5 separate regions of the Mus musculus genome follow, and all the other regions are linked to region 3. Evidence: chromatin contacts called from public HiChIP or PLAC-seq and promoter capture Hi-C data. All regions are on one chromosome and are shown on one strand. Each heading gives the region's core, a stretch centred on a gene start, on an enhancer-like site or on the middle of the called end of the contact. The rest is flanking DNA. Distances are from core to core; before and after follow the strand shown.

Region 1 (4,846 bases), core at 434-2,933, 250 kb after region 3:
AACTCATCTCTTCCCTGTGACTCTGAAGTCACAATGTATCCCTTTCTAACCACTGGCTACTTCTGTGTAGCTGTGGTTGTGAGAGCCACCACAATATTTTTATTTCCCTGTAATCCCCCAGGGTGGCTTCACAGAGTCACAGATTCTCAGAGACAGCCCTCTTCTCTTCGGCAGATAAATGGACTGGAGAGATGGGGCTTCTTGCCAGGTGTCCCTATGACTGCATCAAAACTGACTCAGAACCAACCTCCAGACACCTACTGCTCTGCCTGTGAGACCATGTAGCCATTCTTAGTGGGCCGTTTTCTCCACACTGGTCCTTCAGTATCTCTATACTCTGTAATGGTTTGGCATTTCCTCCCATTCCGTAGAGGATGACAGCATGACCTGGAGATCAGAAGACAAGAATCCATACCTCTCTTGACAGAACAAACAACTTCTTCAGGCCCCATGTCAGCTTGTAGAAGATTAGCTTTGAGAACCACTGACCCCAGGCTAGAGCAGTGAGGCCAAGTCCATTAAAATTCATGTGTATCATGTGGGAGCTGCAGTAACTGAAATCATTCCTGAGGTCACACGGTGTGTTAACCCCCATCCTTCTCATCACAGTGATGACGGCTTGTATACACAAGCACAGAGCTAACAAATCCTCAGCTCCAGAGAGAAGTCTATCTGGAAAAAGACTAAGTGATCACTCCTTAAAGTGCCTAAAGCAGAGGACTGAAGGAGGAGCAAATATTGACAGAAACCTGATAATATTTGTCTTTCCCTCAGTAAAGACAATCCCCAGATGTCCTATGGACAAGTAGAGCCCAAGGATGAAGTAAATGGGAAGGGGAGGGGGCAAGGAAAGGAGAATAGAAAGAGAGGAAGGAAGGAAGGAAGGAAGGAAGGAAGGAAGGAAGGAAGGATGGAGGGAGGGAGGAAGGAAAGGAGGGAAGAATAGGAGGGAGAGAGAGAAGAAGTGGTGTGGGAGAGGAGAAGAAAATGAAATAGAAAAAAAGAAGAAAAGAAGGAGAGAAGGAGATGCAAAGAGGAGAAGGAGGAGCGAGAACTCTATCACCAAACTGACGCCTGTCAGATAAAAGAGATTGGAGCCATAAATTCCTCCCAGCCATTCTAATGGGATTTTAATACAACATTTGGCCATCATCTTTTTTTATTCTTTTAATGACATACATGCCCAAAGTATAACTGTGGAGCCTCTGAACTCTGTATATTTCTGTAATACACAACGAAAACAGCCGTCACATCCATTTTAAGGGATTTTTTAATGCATTACAGTGAGGTCTCCAGGCTCAGAATTGAAGGGAGCAGTGTGAGTTCTGTCTGTACATCGTCTGTGACGGGGCCTGAATTCCAGCCAAAGCAGGTTTTTTGGTTTTTTTTTTTTTTTTTTTTTTTTTTTTTGTAAAATAAAATAAAATAAAATACAGTTTTTTTCCTTAAGAACATTATATTTTTAAACTGGAAATAATTGTATTTTGTATCTTATATGGCATCTGAGAGTGATTTAGTTGAACAATGTGGTTTCTGATTGGTATTTGAATTGGTTCCAGAACATTTTTCGTAATAACCATCATAAAGATCCCAATTATCTGATCCTCTTTCCCCTGCGTCACGTGGTTTCAGAGGAGGTTTCCAGAGAAAGAGAGAGACCTGCAGAGGCTGACAGCCACCTCTCATCTAGAGCTAAAGTGTTGCCTGCTGGCTAGGGTCCTTGTTATTCTGAGTTGGCTAGGATGCATTTACAGCCCCATAAAGGAGGCCTTGGCATTACCAGAATAATTACTTACTAAAACCAGCCTATAAAACCAAAGGGTTGCCTGAGCTAAAAGGCAAACAGGGGACTTTTTTTCTCTCTTTTAGTGCTAACATGTAAAACTAGTAAAGCATATTTAGGTTTCAATTAAATCAGCCCTGGGTGCAAAAGGGAATGGCCAATGTCCCAGGTGCACAGCAAGATCAATTCCCTGGGGCTAGAGAGGAGCTAAAGAAAGTGGCCTTGTTAAATATGAAAAAGCCCCCCTCTGCTATGGTGTAGCCCTACTGGTGTGTGGAGTAAGAGCTAGCTCTGGAATCAGCAGCTACATATGATGAGGGTGTGCTTACAAAAAGGTGAGACCCACAACTGTGAGCCCAACTCTCTGTAGAGTGGGCAGTGGGATGCTTCTTTCACAAGCTCACTGAAATAAGCAAGGAAAATAATCTGTGAGAAAGGCTGAGAATAATACCCAAAATACAGCAGGGTGTACAGTAATAGTAGACCTTGCTAACGATTAAGGGTATATGAGAAGTGGTTACCTCTACATGTCATGGAATATTCCAGTACACAAACAGTTGCTTTCGTCAACACATATTAACAATGAGAACATGGCTCATTTTTATATTTTTCTGTTATGATCTATTCATTTATTTCATCTCTGACTATACAGGACATTATATATAGTCATTGTGGAATGATTAAATCTGTCTAGTTTATCAATGGATAACCACACATACTTACTTTCTTTTGCTGTAAGAAGAAATAAAATCTATTCATTGCAGTTTTAAAATAGGCAAGGCATTGTTAATCTTAATCACCATATTGAACAATAGATTGCTAAAATTTATTTCCCTCAAATGTTGAACCTTTCACTGGCATCTTCCCTTTCTCTGTCACCTAACTCCGCCCCAACCTCTGGGTACCACTTTTCTACAGTCTAATCCTGTGGATTCGTGTTTTTGTGTGATTACAGAGGAAACTAGAAGATGCTGTGCTAAGTGCAATAAGCCAAATACAGATAGTGAAATGAATGGTCTTACTTACATGAGGGTAATCTAATAAAGAATAAATATCTAGGGAATCTCAAATGCCAACGCATACTCCTAATCATTTCAAACAGTTTATCTTCTTCAGTACTTTCAATGTCTTCTCTAAAGTGTGGGATCTGGACAGTGGCAAATTTAGAAATAGAATGGCCAGACAAAATCAGTCATAAGACACAGAACACCCAGTCAAAGTTGTATTTCAGATAGACAATGTTATGGTGTAAATATGATCCCCGCTTCCCTGTCCCCAAAGTTTGTGTGTTAAAGACTTGGTCTCCAGCAAATGGCACGTTGGGAAAGCAGATCAAGGAGTTCTGATCTCTTTAATGGACATAGATATATTCATAACTTAATATGCTGTGGAAGGTAGTGAGAATTGTGAAAGGCAGGGCACAATTGGAGGCAGTGAGTCTCGGAGCATATCTTTAAAGGCTATATTCTGTTCCCAGTCCCTCAGATATAAAATAACATAGTTGAAAATTGCAAAGTCCTGTGCAGAAGAGAATGGGTCCTGTGCAGAATAGAATTGGGTACGGATAGTAGCCTTGTTTTGTAGACATTTGCTCTCCTGAGAACTCACCACATAAGACCAACTGATGACATCATTCCTGCTGATGACAGTAGCCACAAGTCCTAATAATTACCCTGGTGCCCCACCCTCTTAGAGTTTGAGCACCTCAGTATCCTATGATATGGACCAAGCTCCAAGAGCATGAACTTTTGAAAGATATACTTCCACCATATCTACACATAGCAGGTGGTGATGGAAGATCTTGGGGAATTCTCTACAAGAGAGTCATCCTGATAGTGCTCCGTCATCACATATGTTTCAAAAATATCATAGGCATGACCATACCAGTTACCTGGTAGCAAATGAGTAACATACACTACAGCTACACATGCCCCAGGTCTTAAAATGACACAGAATCACTTTAGTTCACATTCTATTAACTCAACACAGTTACATGGGCAACCTGAACAGTGAAAGATTCTAAGAACTGCAAACCATCTGTATCCCATGGACAAGAGGAATGGATATCAGCAGACACCTTACAATCACTACCAGAAGCAGGTAGAACCACGTGGTACAGGTCGTATGACATTGGCTGAGTAACTGTGGGATTATCTCCACGATCATCCAAAAGTTCCTTGAATTTGCTAAGTTATTGAAAAGGCTTTTACGGCCCCTATATTGAGTCTCTTTTGTGTGAATTAGTTAATAACAGCCTAATGTAGAAATCAAAAATAAAAATCAGGCATGTAAAATAAAGTTGAAAATTAAAAGAACTCACTGGAAGGTGCATACAACAGGAAATAAGAACAATAGGTTTGTGTTACTTTTTAAAATCATTTTCTTCTGTATAAAATGAGACCAAAAATACCCATGCATCCTGCCTCTCAGATTTCACTGTTGTGTGAAGCAAATGACTTAGGAATAACGTACACTGAGGTGCACAGTGGCTCATAATAACAGGACTCCCTGGTGTTTGAAGTTCCTATAATTGCTTGCTGTAGCTTTTTAAGGAGACGTTCATCAAAGTATTTGCACGTAAAATAAAGAACTGCATGTTCAAAAGCTTGCTCATTCTTTTTTTGTTTTTATTGCTACCAAATATAACAGCAAGTAAGTTACTTGCCTCGTATAAAGGGCTAAACAAACATGATGTATATAAGCTTATTATTCCGTGTACAGTTTAATTAGAGAGCTGAGAGTTTGCTGTTTGTTTTTACTGGTGTAAAAGAAGGAGACTACTCAATTCCCTGGTTGAACATGATCTTTCTAATGGCTACTGAACTTTTATTTCTTCATTAGTTAACTAACATGTGAAAAACAGTAATAAGTGGCACTTAAGCACTGTTTGATGTAGTGTGTGTTTGTGTATACATGCACATGAACATGTGTGCCTTCAGCCCAGTCTTATCAGGAGGATCCTGCTATTACCATATGCATTTCATAGCCAAGGAAACAGAAGCACTAAAAAGCTAAGACACTTGCCCAGAGTCACTGATAGCTCTGCCAATGCAGACTTGGGGA
Region 2 (4,648 bases), core at 1,346-3,845, 170 kb after region 3:
CATCCCCATTAATTATTTTAAAGTTACATTCTCTTCAATCTGCTGGTTTTCATCACATAAATTTGGTCAGTCATTCTCTCCTGCTCTGACAATTCAACTTTTGCAAAAACCATTGGTCATCTGTCTCTTCTTCCAGAAGTCCCCTCTCCCTGGACAATTAATTTTTTTTTTAATCTCTGAAGATTGTACCTGCAAAAATTCTAACACAAGGAATTCAGTTACCATTTTTAATTGCTCACACATCTTATGTTGCCATGTTATTGTACTGGGAGACCTGTAACCACTAAACACCATCAAAAACATACCAATGTAATTTACAGGAAAACCCCTGACAGGTCCCTTTGGGCCCGTTTGACATAAGCTTGGTACCAGAACGCACTTGTAAGTCTGTGTATTTATTTCTGGTGAAAATCTCCTTGTTTACATAAGAATGCGTTCATTCTCTTACAGAGGTTGGGCTTCTTCCTCAGTCTTCCCCCTGGGGTGCAGGTCTATAATGGACCAGTGGTTTTGATGACTTCCCCAAGTTCTGTCTCCCGGAACACAGGGTCAACAAAGAAGAAAGCAGTGGTAGAGGACTGGAGGAGAGTGCCTTGGGACACTGGGAATGCAGAAGCTAAGCCCCACTGAATGGGAGCTCAGCAGACCAGAGAAGCGGGTGGGAATGAGCTGGGGAGAGGTGATGCCTCCTGACTTGGAAAGTAAGGCAGGGGGACTGGTGTGAGTTGAAAACTAGTCTGACCTTACAGACTGAGTTTCAGGCCAGTAGTCTGAGTTACAGAGTATAAAACCAAGTCAAATAAAGCAAAAAGAATGAAAGACAACCCCCTTTAGGTATTTAAATTATATATATATACACGTATATGCATACATATATCATATTTATGTATATGTATCATATATGTATATATATGTGTGTATGTATTTTACTTCTTACTGATTCTTAATGACTTTCATGTCATGAATCCCAATTCCACTCATATCCTCCTCTCTTCATATCCACCCTTTGCCCTTGCAACAAACATCCCCCACATAAGAAAATAAAAAATATAAATAAATAAATAAATAAATAAATAAGTAAGTAAATTTCATTGTGGAAGCTATAGTGTATCACACAGTATACCCTCTTGTCTACACATCTTTACTTGCAAATGTTCATTGTAATAAGTCGTTGGTTTGGTTTGACACACTTTAGCTTTTGATATACTATCACTACTGGAACCTCACTGGGACTCCACTCAGATACTCTATTGTTGCTGTGTGTCATGGAGAACCTGTAGGTTTTGGGTCTGCAGGACTAGCCCCCTGCACATGCTCCATCAGTTCAGAGATGGCATAGATGGTGGGGTGGGCCAACTCAGAGCCCTGGATCTGAGCATACATGGTAGCTGAGTTGCTCAGCTCCTCAGCTCTCCCACACCAGCCTACAAGGAGCAGGGACAGTTCTGCTGCTCTCACACCTAGGGGCAAGCTCGCCTGTGCTCACACCACACCGACCATTCCTACTGTGCTACCCCGGTGAGGTAAAGACCTACTCTCTCAAGTGGTACAGGGCCAGCTCTCCCACTTTCATTACTCTGGGGCCAGTTGGGCTTGCTGCAGGTGGTGAAGGGTAAGGGGTGGAAGAGCATCTCTCCTCCACCCATGCCACCTCACAGCAGATGAGTGGTCACTCTTAAGACTAAAAGAGCACAGTAGGCACAGGAGGCCTCCAGCCTTTCCCCTTTCTAGTTCCTCTTTCCTTCCCTAGATGTGTCTACATCTGGGATGGATGGAGCTTCTCCATAAAGCTCTTGCGATTGCTCAGGAGGCCTTGGCTTTTGCTTTGCCTTTCCAGGTTCTTCTACCTTGGCTGCTCTCTCAGCTCTTCCACACTGAACTTGTCCTTTTAAAATTCAACATGACTGATATCCTCTCCACCCTCGAACTCTTTCCTTTTGTGTCTTTGCACTGGCTGTTTCTCTCAGCTACCAACATCCAAGCCAGTTCCGCCAAATGTAGCTTCAGGGAAGACTTCTCAATGCCCAACAGCAGCATAGACTGTCCCAACTACCTCCTCTCCTGTGTTCTGGGGCACTTTGTAGTAGAGCTACTTTGTAGCTTTGCACACAAAAGTCTGTCATTACTTTTATATATCCCTCTCCTCTATTGTTTGAGGGTCTTCAGAGGTCAAGAAATATATTTTATGAATTTTATGTACTCCGATTCTTCAAAACTAGTGAATGAGGTTAAAGAATGAACCATCCAGCCTATCTATTTGTGTGAGAGTCCACTGATAAGGCTGAGAGAAGGTGGGGTCTGGAGTAGGAATCCATCCTCTTATCTTCTCTTTGTCTGGACTGTCCAATTGACTAAGTTACTATATAGAGGGTTCACTGGTAACTTAAAACAACAGCTTCTCTGGAAAAGAACTTCTAATAAAAATACCCTTTGATGGGATGAAAGAGACCTTCTAAGTAGCCAACTATATCCACTATGAAAAGTTTCCCAAGAGAAGACACAGCCACATAGCATCTGCACTAAGGGGAAGCTGTGGGAAGAAGCAAGGCACAGGGCCGCCTTTGCAAAAGAGAATAGCTTTGTGCTGAGAAGTTCTATTTGCGAGTCATGTGCTCTGGAATGTGCAAGGAAAAACAGATTCAGTAGGGACTTGACTCAGAAAGGCCTGGAACTGATGCCTAGGGATGTTCTTCAAGGTCCTGGGGTACTCAAATTCACAGTGGTCTGAGCCCAATTGCACACGCCCGGCATGTATCAGTACAAGCCTTAAATCAGAACCACCCGGGGCTGCACTGTTCCACCTCCTCCCCTCTCTCTGGCTCGGAGCCCTCCCCTCTGTCCCCCCCTCCCCTTCTCTGCAGGCTCATTAAGGCCTTTCCCAGTGCTGAGACACTGCGTTTTGGGGACTGGTGGAGTGTTTGATATTTTCCACTCTGCGTGTCAAGGGCATTTACAGTCGGCGTCAGAATGTTATGTCGGTCCGAGCAGGCACTTTGAAGTGGTAGTGGTAGAGGCCACATGTGCAGGCAAGATGTGCCTCCTCCTGATCCCTGGATCCCGAGGTTCCTGCTCAGCTCTTTCCCAGCATCATGTGACAATGAACAACACGGCTTAACCCTTTACTTCTTGGCGCAGTAGCTGCTCGTTAATATTGCTCTATAGAATAATATCCTCTTGCTGTGACAGGCAATAATAACACTCTGCTCTATCTACTCGTGGACTGTGGGAACTGTGCTGAGGCCTCTCCCCTCGACTTCTGCCCACTACATGGAACTTTTGGGGGTTGTTTTTGCTACCACTTTGCACATGTGTATGTGAGGAAAGAGCTGCAAATAGTATGCACAAAAGCAAACATTTTAATACTGTTTAATACTCCATACTGAAACTATGGAGCAATGGAGTTAAAATGATAGCATGTTTTGTTTTGTTTTGTTTTTTCGGTTTCATACCACGGCAGTACCATTCATAAAGCTGATAGGCTGCTTAATCAATCCTTTTCTCAATCCCACAATCCCCACTAAGAGCAGAGCTTGGACAACCATCATCTAAAATTTATATAAATTGATAATGAAAAAGATCACATTAGAAAATGGAGAGTATTATACAAAGACTTCCCCCCCCCCGCAAAAAAAAAAAACCTATAGAACTCTAATTAATTTCTTTTTCAGTGACTCCTGTGGAACAATCATGTCTACTCAAGGTTGGGTTAGTTCAATGACCTTTATGTCTCCAAAGACAACCCTTGGGATGCTGCCAGCCCTGGCCCTACAGTCTCCTGGATCCAAGCCAGGAGAGCATCATAAATACCAAAGGCATGAAGGGGTGAGTGAACTGAACGGCATAGGCTCTGACTCTAAGGCTACAGCATCTCTCAAGTTCTCTAGTGAAAACACCTTCCCTGGACCTTCCCCAACACCAAGGGGACCCCTGCCCAAAGCTGACAGGGATTCAGTCCTTTGAAGCCAAGAACCCATGTGACACCCTCCCAGATAACACAATTCCCAGGCTTCTTAGGTCTCTTTTCCTCCTACGCCACAGACCCTGAGCCTTTCAAAAATTGGGCAGAGTTAAAAAGACAAACAAAAAACAAGTCAGATGATGGCGTTGGCCCACATAGTTAGTAGGAATAGCTTTGTGCTGTGTGCTTTGCTATGTGCAAGGTCAAAATAATCTCCTACTACATCTGGCCATTGAACTCCTGTGGAAGAGTCTCAGCTATATGTACAATAAGGAGGACATTGGTGAGACCATACTATTGCCAAGTTAAAGTATTTTGTCCCATAAGTTGTTCCCAGGAGTGCTGCCAGCACTAGTTTGGGGGAAGGGTACACTCACCTACCTTTCTTTCTCCCTCCCTTCCTTTCTTTCTCATTTCTCACCACCCCCATCTCTCTCTTCTGCACCTTCCCTCTCTCTGTTGGAATGAGAATCCTTTCTTGTCACACAGTCCAGAAAATAGAATGTTTAGTGTGGAACAGTTTCCAAGATTCTTGATCCTTGAGAACCACTTCAGCTCGGGCTTGAGTGATGTGTTTTCAACTAGGGTTTCTACCTTGAGTCTCCTGTGTGCCGTCCATCATGGAGCCATGACGTGGTCCTTTCCTGATAAGGCCTGGGGCCTCTCCCGTGACACAGCTCTGTCCTTAGC
Region 3 (4,699 bases), core at 242-2,741:
CTTGCTCTATGGCTACCACCTTATTGTACTGTCTGTCTCATGAATCTACAAGGTCTCTAAGGGCAAAGATGTCCTGCTACTTTTGACATCTCTAAGGCAGACGTTGTGCTTCATGGCAGGTTAGCATTCCCCATGACAAGGACGGAAGAGGCCCCTGGACCAGACAACACACCTGATTCAAATACTGAGAACTGAGTCAGATCAGATCTAGGTGCCTGCATTTGTACATATAGGTATATGAATGGAGAATGAGTTACAGAAGGAAAGAACCTGAAAACAGCCAGCTGGACAGAATCAGTTGGAACACATCTGACATGATAATTCCATGACAGTACTAAGAAAGATCAGCCAGTCCAGTCTTCCCCACATTGACCCCATGTTAGTAATTTACTTCCTTCTGCACCTGTCAGTCCTAGATAATTCACATATCTAGGCTAAATATTCCAAGTACCCAAGACATATCCAGATATCTCACAAACTATAGACATGGAAGAATTTAATTTTATCCTTAAGGTACTTTTTAAAATGTTGCCAAGAGTGGCACAAAGTTCTCACAGAAGTGATGGGCATTTCCAAGCCTACCACAGACATTTTTGTGAAATTGCAATCACAGGTCAAGAGCATTTTACATCCTTTCCTACCAAGTACTGGAAAACTTAATAAATCAGAAGCAGCGTTATCGCAAGCCCATACAGTGATCTATAATTATTCCAGAAAGCCCCCCGCCCCATCCGGGGCAGCAGATTTCCACTGTCCCTGAAGGCAGAAGAGACAGACATGTAAGTGCACTGTGCATGTACACACAAATACACACACGCACTTCAAATCTAACCTCTCGAAAAGTCCTTTTAGTTTGCTGACTCCCAAGAACTGGAAAGAAATGCAAACTCATCTGGTAGCCAGAAGTAAAGGCAATGCGGATGGATCATAAATACCACTTCTTCTGCGTTGATTCACTCTCATGACACCTTTCCCAAATATCTGGTTTTATAAGTTCACAATTATGATGCTGTATATGCAGTATTAGTCTTCATTCACCCTGAACCCAAGTTTACAACCATTGGTTTGGGTTAAAAGCCTCCCTTAGGGGCCATTCAGGTGGTGGCTTCGCTTTCTCTTCCTAACCTCATTCCTTTTTACAGGAAAACATCAAATCATCAGAAAACAGATGCTAAAAGAGAAACCCCTGGGCCGTCCCTCTGGCCTCTGCAGCAAAGACACCTAGGGAATCCCACCACCCCTGTCCCCCAACTTGGAGTTCCAGCCCCCACGCCCCCTCGCCCACTAAGACGGCCTCCTGTCCTTCAGACTCGAGACTCCACACCCGCGCGCAAGTACACCTTACCTTTATTCTGCTTTAGTCTCCTCAGCTCTTCCTCAGAGAAGCCCGCCCAATCCTGAGCCATCCGCCTAGCCCTGGGCACCCAAAGAGTGCCCAAATCTCCGCGCGCAGACTGCCAACACAGCTCCACAGGCACATCCGGGTTCCTTCAGTGGCGCGGCGAACAGCCAATCAGCGTGCCGAACTGTGGCGCTAGGCCTCCCTCTGCATTCAGGGACCCGGTACCTGTGGGGCTGCCCCGAGCGATGCCTGAAAGCCTGACTCGGTGGACTACAAAAGCACGGCCTTCGCTTCCACTCACAGGCCTCTGCTACACGTTCCAGTTCTTCTTGCTTTATATCTTTGGGGGGAAGTGGGGGTTATGGGAATATGAGGAAGGGTTGAGGAAAACAGGTAGAGCGGCAGTGACAGAGGAGGCCTACAGGTCGGAACTGCCTGACTAGCTGGGCGGAGCCTGTATTGCCTGGGAGGTGGGCGGTACCGGAGCATCCTTGGCTTGTAGGTTCTAAGTCATGGAGAAACAGGGTGTAGGGTTGAGATTTAAGCATTGGCCAGTTCACTTCTAGACAATAACATCTAGCAGATTTCGATTTCTTGTTTCTATGATGAATGAGTCTAAGAACCTAATCCTTATGCCAAGATATTTTGCTGGTCTCCTCCTGCCTATAGAAGTCCCTCAACACACCACACTCAAGTCCTAAATGGTGATTTTTTTTTCTTTTGTCTAAAGCTATCTTCTTGAGCTTCCATTTCTCCGTTTTAAGCAGAGTTTAGAAAATTAGAAGATGCAAAGCTTGTCCATGTATGTGTAGGTCAGCGTTTTTTAAACCATTTCTTTTTTTCATTATTTTTACTAAAAACAACTGAAAACATTACATTGGCTACATTGAAAATTTTTTTAAAGAATATTAATTTTCGACTCGAGAGTCAATATTTTTAATCAAGTTGAAGTAAAGGAGTATACTGGAAAATAAAATATGACACCAGCAATTGAAATGAGCAGTTCAGTTATATAAGTATCAGAAAAAAGTTTGACATCTTTCTTGTAATCTTTGAACTTTGAAATGTAACAGGTTTTCCAAAATTCAAGGATGCCACACATGCTTATCTTAAAGATGAGTTTATTTTCAATATATTTGAAAGGCAAAATACCATCCAAAAGGATTAGTTTCGTTCAAGTTTTGAACATAGACTAAATGTGTAAACAGATATACATTAACTCCAGAATAGAATGTATTAGTCACAATCTGGTAGTGGATTCAGCTTGCCCTCTGCACACAATAACCATTTACTAGTGACTCAACAACAATTTTAAACCTACTTGTGTGCTTTCTGTTACATTTTATTTATACATTTTCTATAAGACAAGATTTATCACTAATCTTAATAGAGTCAGTAATTATGGTATTTTAAAAGGTTTTGCCTTGCTTGTGAATGCAAATCAAGGCACCAGCAAGAGATAATAAAAGCCAATAAAATACATCTGTATAAAATTATACTTTCCCCCTTGCAACATTCCAAATCTCCTATTTGTTGTTCTGTTGGCCCTTCCTCAAGGAGTTCACTTTTGTCAAATGCTGTAGGAGATACTGGTGGGAACTAAGCTCCAGAAGTCTTTGCTCTGTGGGAGTTCTTGGTTCTGAGTTGAGAGAGTATCTCAGTTGAGAGTTTTGCTGGAAGTCTCACTCACATTATACTAACTATATTTAAGGGGAAATTTTCCCCATTTGTGTAGTAAATTTGGATCCTACCACCATATACACAAAGGGTATTTACTGTTTTCTCACACACAAAAGGCTTCCTTATTCTCCAGAGCAGTAGGCTGTGTTTTTCTAATCTTTATATATTCTCTTCTTTTCAGGCTCTTTACTAGTTTGTTTTCAATTATATGTAAGAAACTCAAACTTGAGTAGTTAGCTTTTGTAGTATTCTCTTTTTATATTCTTTTAAGTTCCATGATGAACATTTTTGTGTTTAAATAAAAGTTTTATATATAATTCAGCATGTTCATGTGTTTATGAGAAGGTATCATCTATGACAATTTGGATTGTAATATATTCTCCAGTTGATTCTCCATTAGATGGTTGGTGTTTCATCTGGACTCAGATGTGGTGTCTCATCCCTATAGTTCCAGCACTCAAGAGGCTACAGCATGAGTTTGAAGCCAGTCTGAGTTACACAGTGAATTACAGATCAGCCTGGCTGCAATGTGAGACCCAGTACAATTTAGATAGATAGATAGATAGATAGATAGATAGATAGATAGATAGATAGATAGATGATATTTTTAAAAATCTAATTGTGTTTCTAGCATATTTATAAAATGGAGCTGCCTGGCTGCCTCAGGAGGTTGAGGTACTTGCTGTGGAAGTCTGGCATCATGAGTTCAATCCCTGGTACCCCACATAAGGGTGAATGGGGAGAAGTTAGTGCACAGAGTGGCACTCTGTCTTCCATCCAAATGCTGTTGTATCTGCACCCCACACACAATGGTCACTTTTACAACATGTGAAATAACTTCCGACTTCCCAGTTCCTTCATGACACTACGTCTTGGCCTCTGCCTCCTTCTATATTAAACTGTCTTTTTTCTCTCTCCTTAAACTCCAGTCAGACTGGATTTCCTCGGGTCTTTGGAATTCATACACCTTCTCCCTCCACTCTGCTGACCTAGCCAGAGCTTTCCCAGTCACGGTTCCTTAAGCTGTTCTCTTCCCCTTGTCCATTGACCCTTCCTGCTTAAGTTATGGTCCCCAAATCCACACAGGCTTTTTATGACCACACTACCTAAATATCATCCTCTTATTTCCTGTATTTTTTATGACTTTTACAGCACTGCGTGTAATATCTAGGCGGTTTGTATTTTACAGTTTTATTTTCTATCTTCCAGTTTGATAAGAGTTCCATGATATGAACCTTAACCTCTTCTTTACCCAGCATAGAACAGACTAACAGCTGCTAACAACTCAGTATGTATTGAAAGAACAAACCTTTCTGAACTTAACACTCATTTGTAACATTTCCACATTAAAAGCATTTGAGATTTTTTTCCTAGAATGAATTTCTATGATGCTGAAAATATGAACTACATATTCTTATTCTTCTTGCAGCTCTGAACTCGTTAGTTAATAAACATTTTTTAACTAGTTGAGGAGAATCAGGAAGGCCTCATTTACTGTTATTATTTTTTAATGTGCGACGTTGGGCATCTTCATCACACTGGATGCAGTGCCTGACAGAGCGAGTGGAAGCTGAGCAAGGCTGTTCTGACTCGCAGTTTCTAACAGCAGTTAGTGTTCAGCATGGCGAAGCAGCCTGGTTCACAGTGGCTGCAGTATATGGCAGATACTGGTTTAAA
Region 4 (4,781 bases), core at 272-2,771, 150 kb before region 3:
GGCATGTCTCTTTGGTTCAGATTGCCTAACTTGATGCTAGTTCAGGAAGGATCTCATTTCCATTTGTGCAGTATGCTGTGTTCAGCTCCATGAGTAGGGACCACATGGCAGCCATCTGGATGGTTAATTGCTTGGGGTAAAAATCCCAAAGAAGACATAAGGAGAAAAAGGAGCAATACTTCCCGGGTAGACGCAAATTCAAACCAGAGAGCTTAATGCACCACCTCTGAACTATACCCATATTCCTGTTCACTGACTCTATGGACTACCAATAGTTGTAGGGAAAACAGTCCTTCTCTTACTTAAAATATTATAGAATATGCTATACACAAACAGTCTCCAAAATGTGTTTTTAGTAAGTTCTACAGGAGAAGCATCTAAATATCAAGTAGGTAACATAGACATGGCCACAAGGGTTGGGCCAATGAAGACCCAGAACATACATGGGTTTCTCTCATTCTTACAGACACAGATACCTATCGTTGAGATCAGAGCTGCTTCAGGCTAAGTTCACAAGGGGTGTGTAGAAAACTTCCAAATGCATCTACGACGTTTCTCTGAAGAACTTACTTGGACCTGAGAGAGCATTTAGATGAGGCTTTGGGATTTAGTGGCACCTATCAAGTGTGTCAAAGCACTTGTGTTTCACAAATGTGGCATTTCTCATCTTTATCTGGGCCCAATTCCCTGTAACCAGTTTTAAATCCCTCCATGGGTCAAGCATTAACTTTAAAAAGATACACAGATGTCATTCAATAGAAAAATGAATGTGAACATAGTTCTTCTGGGCAGGATATATAATAGCCTTGACTTGGGTTTCTCCAAGGTTTAAAGAAAGGCATACTAGCCTGATCGGGTTCAGTCCAGGAATCCTAGGTGCGTTTATGTCAACCTGTGATTTCTGAAAGGCACCATGAATGGAGGGCGAAAGTGTCCAGATAGGGATTGAAATAGTCATCTATTATTTCCAGCTGTAAATGATTCCTTCTTAATATAAAAGTTTAGTGTATTCTTCTTTTCTATTTAAAGCATATCACAGGAGAGAGAGAGAGAGAGAGAGAGAGAGAGAGAGAGAGAGAGAGAGAGAGAGAGAGAGATTGGGATACATAAGAAGTACAAACGGAGTAGGAAGTACTGGGAATCTAAAGAAAACCTTCTCCCTAACAAAGTTCTAGGGTCATGAAAGTGATTAAAATGAGCTTCTCTGTTGCTGACTTTTCCTCTTTCCCTCCTGTCTCACTCCTTTCTCTCCTCCTCCTCCTCCTCCCTCCATCCTTGCCTCACCCCTCCTCCCTTCCAGCCTTCCTCCTTTCCTTTTCATTCAAAATCAGATTTATTGTGAAGAGTGCCTTTAGTCCTACACTTGGAGTAATTACACGTTGATTCCCTACTTGGCCATAACACAGCAAATGTGTCTTAAATGGGATACTTTTGTTCCAGAATGGTTCCAAGAGGGCCATCGGGCACAGTTTACAAAGGATCTGTTCATTTATATTCTTTCCCAGTCTTGCAACCTTGGCAAGAATTCCTGAGTCCAGAAGGAGACTGCTGGTGGCTGCCCCTCTCTCTTCTGCCCCAAGCCCTGCTCCTGGGGCAACTAGAAATCTCCTGGAAAAAAAAAAGTGTGTGGATGCCAGCAAGTTGAATGTCTCTGAAGAGGTAAACCCAGTAAGGAATGTCAGCCAGCTGCAAAAGCAGCCTTGAGAGTGGTGGATGGCTGGGGAGCGTGTGGAAGTGGAGCAAGAGAGAGTGGGCCAGTCATTCACCTGTACGGAGAGGCTGTCCCCCAGGAGAGATAATCGGTTGGTCTGGGAGCAGGACGAGGTACGATGGGTTGCTCCACAGCAGTCACGTCTCCTGAGTAGGACTTGAGGAGAGAAGCGTTTTTATTGGCCAGCATGGCTCGCTCATTCCTGCGGAACTTGGCTCTTCGGTTCTGAAACCACACCTGGAAGATTGTTAGGAGGGCAGAAAGATGTCAAGAGGGAGAGGAACAACAACAACAACAACAATAGGTTACATGAATAAAACTTTGGTTGATCTTTTTACTATATAATGCCCTCTCAAGAAAAATACAAGATGAGTCTAGACCCCTTCCTAAAAATCATAGAAATCCTGCAGTGTTATCCTTCTTCCACAGGCAATGAGTTTTAGAGTTAAACCTCTGTATCTGTGGAATTCTTCAGGGGTAGAGCTTAGCATAAAAAAGGCCCGGCACAAAAGGACCATGAAATAATTGTAGTAATTAAAAATCCAGAGATGGGAATCTATGAACATTCCAGAAGACAATAAAATGTTGGTTATAAACCCTGTTGAAATTATATTCAGTAAAATTAGAATTTCCTTAGATGTTGGCAATGGATACAATAGGTTTGATTTTTTTTTTTTTGGCATTTTAAAGATTCTTCAAAATTTTTATCTGCTTCCATTGTGTTCATTATTTAAAGAAAACTCTCTATCTCCCCACACCTTCTGGCAAGGATTAAGAAGAAAATTATCCATAGAAAAGGTACAGGAAAAGCCATAGGAGGAGTGAAGGCGCAACAAAAGAAAAAGAACCACTAAAGAGCGCTCCAGTAAACTGGCAACCCCGATGGAGCCCAACCAAATGGGGACTCTGTAGACCAAGGCTAAGGGACCATAGATGTTTAGGGGTATCCCTCTCTCCTCAAGGGTGGATCTGTACACTAGGTCCTGGCTTTAGGGTCCCAGCACTTCTACCATATTGAATCAGACAGAGAAACCTATCTACATTCTATACAGGAACTCTCAGCACGGAGGAAAAAACAAACAAACAAACAAACACATCAGGCACTAAGCCCTGAGATTCAGTTGGAGGACATTTATTTGTACATCTCAAGGGATGTGCATAGCCGGACAGGATCTGCAACAACTAATTATAAACTCTTAACATATTTAAATTGATACTAGGACTAGTAACCAACATTGTGACTTACGGTATTTCTAGTTAGCATGATAATTCTGCATGTTGGGTTTTATCATTTCTACTTTAAAGTTGAGGAAATGTGTTATAATCCTGAAGTTCATGCTAATGATAACTGCATTTATTTTTACTTAAGGGTATCTAGCCCATGACCATACAATTCTTCCAGACTGCAATGTGATTTTATTCATTTATTATATTCATTCAAGAATGCTCTATGCAGTACTCATTAGAGTGCAGACCTTGTACTAAATGGGAAGAAAGAGATGGCGAGGACTTATTGACTGCTCTTAAGCAGTTCAAAGTTTGTTGAAGCCTGATGTGTATCTACATCTAAATATGTAAACCAAATATTTTTGGTCAAGTTTTTAGAAAGTATGCTGGTGTGTGGGAATAAATTGCTCTAGGGGACAAGATTTACCTAAAATGCCATGTGACTGTTGCCCCCCATAGAATCATGCAGCATGCAGGGCCTGGATGGAAATCAGCAAAGGTGGTTTTAGACACCTCCTCCCTATCTGCCCAGTCCTCAGATCTTTCCTTTGTAATAGGAACAATTCATTGCCATTAGAGTTACCATTTTAAATGTAAATGTAACTGATGCCTTGTTTGATACCCTCTACCACCTTCCTACTGGAAACTAAACTGAAAATTTCTTAACACACACACACAAAATATCACTGTCCAAGAATTAGCTCTCTGTTTATCGTAAAGCCACACTTGTTTTTTTAGTGTGTCTTAGGCTTATGCCTGTCAGAGATACAACACAGTAGATGAGTGTCAACCACATCCAGTGACACCTTACTTTCACGCTACCTCTAGTGTTCCTGCTCTCTGCCCAGGTTTCAAACCCAAGATTTTATTCTACCACCACTTCCTCTGTGAGGTGTTATAGTGAAAGGTATGTGACATTAAGGTCTAAAAGAATTGGATAAAAATGCCAACTCTCCTCACCAAGGGTTTATCCTCAAATTGTTATTTAATTTGCCTGTTACTCTCTGTCTTGTGGTTGATTCGATGACCCACATGAATACAAATAATTTTGAGTTGGTTGACAGTGTACAGGTAATACACAGGTAATAATGGGGTACTCTTCCCAGGTGGTTCCCTGGGTAGAGTAGAGTGGACCATTCTTTCCTCTACTCTATGGGCCATACTTTCAGATCCCTTTACTGTGGGAATCATCTTGTGATGACATCATCAGTCAATGGCCTGCACACCTTCTCTCTGTTCTAGGCAATGGTACCTTTAATAAGAGGGCCAGTGCCTTATTTATCTCCAGCAAATCAAATCAAGTCAAAAAAAAAAAAAAAAGCTGCAGTAGCTCAATAAGCATTTGAGGCAAGGGGGAGAAATGTATTTTGCAATGATGAATAAAACTTATCTCCATGAAGGAAGACTTTAGCATACAGGGAGAGGACTAAACCCACAGATAACTTGATACAGTACACGCCCTGTTACGACAAATGCCCTGAATATGGAGTCCCAGAGTCAGTGATTGGTTTGGTCTGAAAAAGGCTAGGAGATTAAGGAAAAATAACAAAATCACAGAGGGACAATTCTTTGCCACTGGCCCAGGAAATGTTCCCAGCAATAGAGGAGTTGCTTTGTAGTGTAGTGGGAAGGAAGAAGAAAAAAGATACAATAGACATGGGTGATACATAGATGGCATTTTCCTGTATTTCCTATCATGTGCGTATGTATGTATGTATGTGCATATGTATGCATTATGTGTGTACATGTATGACATTCAACCACTGAAATTGGTCAAGCTTTATCTCCCAACTCAAAAGGCTACCCTTCTGCATTTTAAAAACAATTTTCACCATCACACAAT
Region 5 (4,741 bases), core at 1,895-4,394, 240 kb after region 3:
CATATAGCATAATGTAGTTTAAATAGTACCTAACAAATTGAAGCATTTTCAGTGCAAGCATCAGTTTTATTTTTATCCATGTTTCTTGCACACCCTTTTGGTTTTGTTGTTTTGCTTTTGAGATGAGATCTCACTTTTGTTGCTCAGTCTGGTCTCAAACTTCTGAGCACAAATAACCTCGCTGCAGCCTTTCAAATGCTAGGATAACAGACACAGAGCATCATGCCTGACTCTCTCTATATATGTTTTTTTTTTAGATTTGCTGGATGTATTTTTAGTGTAGCTCTCTCTAAATGCTATTTATATTTTACTAAAATATCCAACAATATAAACAGAATACATTTAATCTATATAAAAGACACAAAAGTGAAGCTAACTTTAAAAATGAAAAGCAGATTTCTTTTTAAACTTGACTTTGACATTTACACACATTATTATTTTCCACAATAAAGTACAACCAAGAATAGTATTCTGAACTTTAGATATGATGCAATTAAAGATCCAAATTTCTGCCATATTTATTATGTGACCTTAAATGAATTGGCAATCCATCCCTGTTTTCCTTTGGTTAAGTATCCAAGTTATACTGAAGCAGATAGCTTTCTCTTAACATTATTTGTAGCCCACTACCATCACCTTTAAGTACTCTATTGGTTTATCCTCATGTGCAAATGCATACACACACATGCACACACACATGTGCACACACACAAATATACCAATATCATCTAGATGTGCTTCCAGTTGCAGATAACATAACAGGGCTCTAAGCAAATATTGATTGCCTGTGTCATTTGGTTTTGCTTTAATAGATCAAAATGGCAAGACTTTCTCCCAAAGTTGCAAGAGTCTCCATAATCACAAATTCTTGTTTCTATTTTCATCTCAGATGAAAGACACACAGAGGAAAAAGGATAGGAAGATGAAGAGGGGGAGGACAGGCCAAGGGTGTAAGGAAAGGGTTGGAGAAGGGGAAAAAAGAGACATATTGGAAGATGTGGGGAAAGGGAGAGAAAAATGGAGAGAAAGGGAGGGGAGAGAAATGGAGGGAAAACTTTTTAATAGTTTCATCATTTGGAATCAGCCACTCATAATTACAAAAGAAAATAGCATTATGAGAAGGATTCACATAGTGGTCTTAAATAAACTATGATTCATCACATAGATACACATATTACCAACCTGAAGAAAGCCAGGGCTCTCTTATCTAGGAAAAAGGAAGTATAATATTAGATGCATTATTAAAAATGTCTGCCATGACAACTTACTGCTTACTAACACTATTCTGTAGATATGTATTTTACATAATGTATGTCATTTAATGATCTCAATACTATAATCTGATTATTTTTAAATATTGTTTGTTTCCTATACCTTATAATCATGAAGAATGAGCCTTAACTATGAGCACAACTGAAAGTGTGGCCTGGGCTGGAAATTAAGCTTGAATCTCACATTTTTTTTCTGCAGATCCACACTGTACATAATCTTACCACCTGCTTTTTATCCATTCTTCACTCCATAATGATCATTCAGAAAACACTATTTTAATCCTCACTTCCAATGACATAACCCTACTGGCCTCTAAAATGAAGCTCTGTAAATCCCTACCTACATGGTTTTTAAAAAACAAAGCTGACATTACAATTTTGTTTCAGCTACAAAATGATTTCACAGTTCAAACCCAAAGGCACAATTCCACAGAGTCCTGTGAGCATTTGGTTCCTGTAAGAGACATGGAAGTATTAACTTGTAAATTAAACAAAGACAGTCAGGGAGCTGAACACTCAACCATTGAGAACTTAGTATATGATAGGCATTCTTCAAAATCCTTTCAGTATAAAAATATAAAAGACAGACTAGCTTCCTGACATTTAACGTCCCAATCCAACAGAGAAGAAAGGCATATAAGCCTTCGGGAGGGACTTACTACTGTTATTTTGCCAAATAGACACATTGTCAAATTATCCTCTAAACATTCATGCTTATACCCATAGATTTATGCAGCCCTCAAGCTAAGTCAAAGAAGTTTCTTTTTGCAGTGAATAACGGTTAATGTAGAGACTCATAAATGTTCAAAGTGTAGAAAGTAATTGACTAAATGCTAGCCATAGATGGAGCATCTATCTCAACAGATTATTCAGAGACCATTAAAGTAGAAAGGCAGAAAAATATAAAAGCCAGAGGCTAGGAAGGAATGTTATGAAATGTTCTGTTCTAATCATGGCATGGCTGTCACACACATGAACTTATGGCAGCTGTGGTTCTCTGTACAAGACCAAGACAATTAAAAATTCTAGCATAAACAAGAGAAGGAGCTGCTGAGGCCCCACCCCTATGTCAATGCTATTGTCAATTGATGGCAGCTGGAAACAGGAGACTCACTTTTCTTTTGAGGTATGGATACTGGTAGCTTTCTCACAACCCAGTGGATGGCCCCGCATCTGTGCACATATGAGAAAGAGCAGTTGGTTTCAGGGGCTAACAAAAAAAATAGAGACATATTCAGGAGGGTGTTCAGAGGGAACTGTGGGGGACTATGTATGATCAATATATATTGTATACATATTTGGGGTTCTCAAAGAACAAAATATTAAAAAAAATACTTTTAGGTAGTATGAGTGTTAAAGACAAGTAAACAGATAGTGAGATAAAAAACAATGGTCACAGACTAACGAGATATCTATGAAGCATGGTACTTGTTGGCTAGTAGACAGACAGGCCATGTGTGCAGAGGAGATGTCCAGGTAAGGACCTTCTGGATATAGGATTTTGTTTTTTTTAAATAGGAACCTAAGGAGGATCAGTGTTTGGGAGAAAGGAGATTCAGGAAGCGCTGGCATAGAACAAGGACTGTGTATTTTATCCAAAGCACAATGAGAATTTTGATGAATTTTAAGTGGGGTCAGCGGAAGCTAATACAGTCTGCCTTTTAAAACTCACCCTGGGGCAAGAGACTGAACAAGGGTGCAGAGCAGGGACCACAGATGTCAGGAAGGTGATTTGGCCACAGCTGATAGAAGCAAATGGGAATGAATGGATCCAATATGGGAGAGAATTAGGATACAAGCTGTGTTCTCATTCATACCATTATGCTGAGTTCGGAACACCTGGTATCACATCACACTCATATGCATGTTCTCTGATGAATTGTGGCCACTGTTCTCGCAGCCTTCCGTAATGAACTCCTTACCACGCTGTCAAAGTTCAGGCAGCTATGTAGCATTTCCTTTTATTTGAGTGGACAAGAAGGTCGGGAAGCAGTCAGTTCATGCAAACAACTGCTGAATTCAGAGTTCCTCATCCTTCCAGGGGAAATTAAAATCCAGTCTCGTGTCCTTTTATAGACACAGCCTGTCAGAGGCTTAGCTTTGCATAATTTGCTATAATGAGTTCTAAGTGTCTCCCTTTTTCCTCTGAGTTCATGAAATTAGGATAATAGACGTTAAGAGTCTCCCCTAAAAGAGCTGTGTTCTGGGGTTAATCAGTGTGTTCCTAATTGAAATTATAAGCAGGGTGAGGAGAAACACATGTTATTTTTTGGAATCCTCCCTTGTAAATTTACTGTGTCTGATCGTCCCCTTCTTCTGGAGGAACCATCTTAACTCAATTGCAGTGTGAGTCAATCATCGTGTTGTTCTTTACAGTGAACTTTAGATATAGACAATTACCTAACCCTTTCCCACTTTGCTCTTTCGTTATCCAAACCCTTCAACTGTGATTGGTGAATCATCCTTAGAATGAGCTGCTTCAATTTGGGGTGGGGAAGGAGCTGGATTGCCAGATGAATTTCTCTGTAGATCGTTTCAATTTCTATTTTCCTCAATTTGGATGATGGTGGATTTAGAAGAGAAAGCAAGGGTTTAGCAGTTGTATGGATGATTCAACGATAAATGGCTGAACCCAAAGCAGTTAATCCTGGATCACTGATCTTTAAAGGCCTAAATATCCTCCTCTAAGGAAAATTCCTGTTTAGGAATATTCAGCATCTTGAAAATAGATTTCCACAGGTACTCAATGTGAGTGAACACTTTCAAGGATAATACGTAATGTGAAGATTCCTGTGGTGTGAGATGTCTCCCATAAGTCTTTTGGGCATTTGGATACTTAGTGCTCAGTTGTTGGCTATTTGGGAAGAATTAAGAGGTGTGGCTGACTTTGCTGGAGGAAGTATGTTACTGGAGGCAGTCATTGAAGTTTCAAAAGACTTGTTCTATTCACGAGGTGCTCTCTGCTCCTGCTTTTGGTGTTGGGGTGTGAGCTTTCTGCTGTACCTACTACAAAGCCTACACTCCACCATCATGCACTCTAACATTCTGGCAATTAAACACTGTCTTTCATAAAGTGCCTTGGTCATGGTGTTTTATCACAGCAACAGAACAATTCAACTAGTACAATTCAAGGAAGAGAAAGATGTCAGAAAATAGCTAATTTTTTTAAATCCAGGTAAGTTTAACTATAATCAAAATATGTATCAACCCTTGGGCTTGGTGGTTTAATAAGTCCCAGATGCAGTTTTGAATCCCAATCCAAGTTGCAGTAACAATGAATCTGCAAACTCTCATGTGGTGGAGGATGGTTTCGATGGGTCCCCAGTCTGAATTATTCTCCATTGCCAGAATGAGTCATAAATTCTTGGAAGAATTGGGTTTTTGGTTCCAGACATTAACATCAAAATAAATACTATGAATCTTCTGACTACTATAGATGGCTAATCACTATTTGAAGTTTCTGTGTTGCC

The links. Promoter capture Hi-C pulls out the DNA fragments that hold promoters and counts their contacts. HiChIP or PLAC-seq counts read pairs in DNA pulled down with a chosen protein or histone mark.
Region 1: a promoter capture Hi-C map of cranial neural crest shows a contact between it and region 3. The contact joins the enhancer-like site here to the promoter of Gorab in region 3. A contact is called at or near these places in 7 of 39 promoter capture datasets (the 3T3-L1 cell line, cranial neural crest, frontonasal cranial neural crest and 3 more), 1 of 484 Hi-C or Micro-C datasets (the C2C12 cell line), 1 of 115 datasets of contacts at active chromatin or transcription factors (forebrain) and 2 of 9 other capture datasets (adipose tissue and pancreatic islet).
Region 2: a promoter capture Hi-C map of 3T3-L1-derived adipocytes shows a contact between it and region 3, with 6 times the contacts expected there. The contact joins the enhancer-like site here to the promoter of Gorab in region 3. A contact is called at or near these places in 8 of 39 promoter capture datasets (the 3T3-L1 cell line, 3T3-L1-derived adipocytes, the SN4741 cell line and 4 more), 1 of 15 datasets of contacts at CTCF or cohesin (the NIH/3T3 cell line), 7 of 484 Hi-C or Micro-C datasets (adipose-derived mesenchymal stem cells, embryonic fibroblasts, myocytes and 2 more), 6 of 115 datasets of contacts at active chromatin or transcription factors (the NIH/3T3 cell line, craniofacial prominence, embryonic fibroblasts and 3 more) and 1 of 9 other capture datasets (adipose tissue).
Region 4: a contact with region 3 is called in an H3K4me3 HiChIP or PLAC-seq map of neural progenitor cells, with 3 times the contacts expected there. The contact joins the enhancer-like site here to the promoter of Gorab in region 3. A contact is called at or near these places in 4 of 39 promoter capture datasets (the 3T3-L1 cell line, hippocampal neurons and liver), 1 of 15 datasets of contacts at CTCF or cohesin (the NIH/3T3 cell line), 3 of 484 Hi-C or Micro-C datasets (cerebral cortex, nephron progenitors and ventricular fibroblasts), 1 of 115 datasets of contacts at active chromatin or transcription factors (neural progenitor cells) and 1 of 9 other capture datasets (adipose tissue).
Region 5: a contact with region 3 is called in a promoter capture Hi-C map of second pharyngeal arch cranial neural crest. The contact joins the enhancer-like site here to the promoter of Gorab in region 3. A contact is called at or near these places in 6 of 39 promoter capture datasets (the 3T3-L1 cell line, cranial neural crest, frontonasal cranial neural crest and 3 more) and 1 of 9 other capture datasets (pancreatic islet).

Annotation. Positions count from the first base shown.
Region 1 is chr1:163,656,683-163,661,528 of GRCm38.p6, forward strand. No RefSeq gene overlaps it. Among named protein-coding and RNA genes, the nearest start is that of Gm32333, 41 kb to the left of the region's middle. Within about 2 kb of position 1,684, at least 16 of the 459 cell types and tissues checked have an H3K27ac peak or open chromatin away from gene starts, as enhancers often do.
Region 2 is chr1:163,572,011-163,576,658 of GRCm38.p6, forward strand. The region is part of intron 1 of Gm32333 (a long non-coding RNA gene); the gene reads right to left. Among named protein-coding and RNA genes, the nearest start is that of Gm39689, 5.0 kb to the right of the region's middle. Within about 2 kb of position 2,596, at least 81 of the 459 cell types and tissues checked have an H3K27ac peak or open chromatin away from gene starts, as enhancers often do. A contact at or near this core is called in 3T3-L1-derived adipocytes, the NIH/3T3 cell line, adipose tissue and 7 more, where this site is marked.
Region 3 is chr1:163,402,178-163,406,876 of GRCm38.p6, forward strand. Gorab (golgin, RAB6-interacting) reads right to left here and starts at 1,492. Exons shown (of 5, transcript NM_178883.6): 1 at 1,346-1,492. The coding sequence starts at 1,406. Gm24940 (a small nuclear RNA gene) reads left to right here and starts at 106; the gene lies at 106-225.
Region 4 is chr1:163,255,995-163,260,775 of GRCm38.p6, forward strand. It overlaps Prrx1 (paired related homeobox 1), which reads right to left. Exons shown (of 4, transcript NM_011127.2): 3 at 1,767-1,948. Among named protein-coding and RNA genes, the nearest start is that of Gm20471, 22 kb to the right of the region's middle. Within about 2 kb of position 1,522, at least 13 of the 459 cell types and tissues checked have an H3K27ac peak or open chromatin away from gene starts, as enhancers often do. A contact at or near this core is called in neural progenitor cells, where this site is marked.
Region 5 is chr1:163,637,702-163,642,442 of GRCm38.p6, forward strand. No RefSeq gene overlaps it. Among named protein-coding and RNA genes, the nearest start is that of Gm32333, 22 kb to the left of the region's middle. Within about 2 kb of position 3,145, at least 7 of the 459 cell types and tissues checked have an H3K27ac peak or open chromatin away from gene starts, as enhancers often do. A contact at or near this core is called in second pharyngeal arch cranial neural crest, where this site is marked.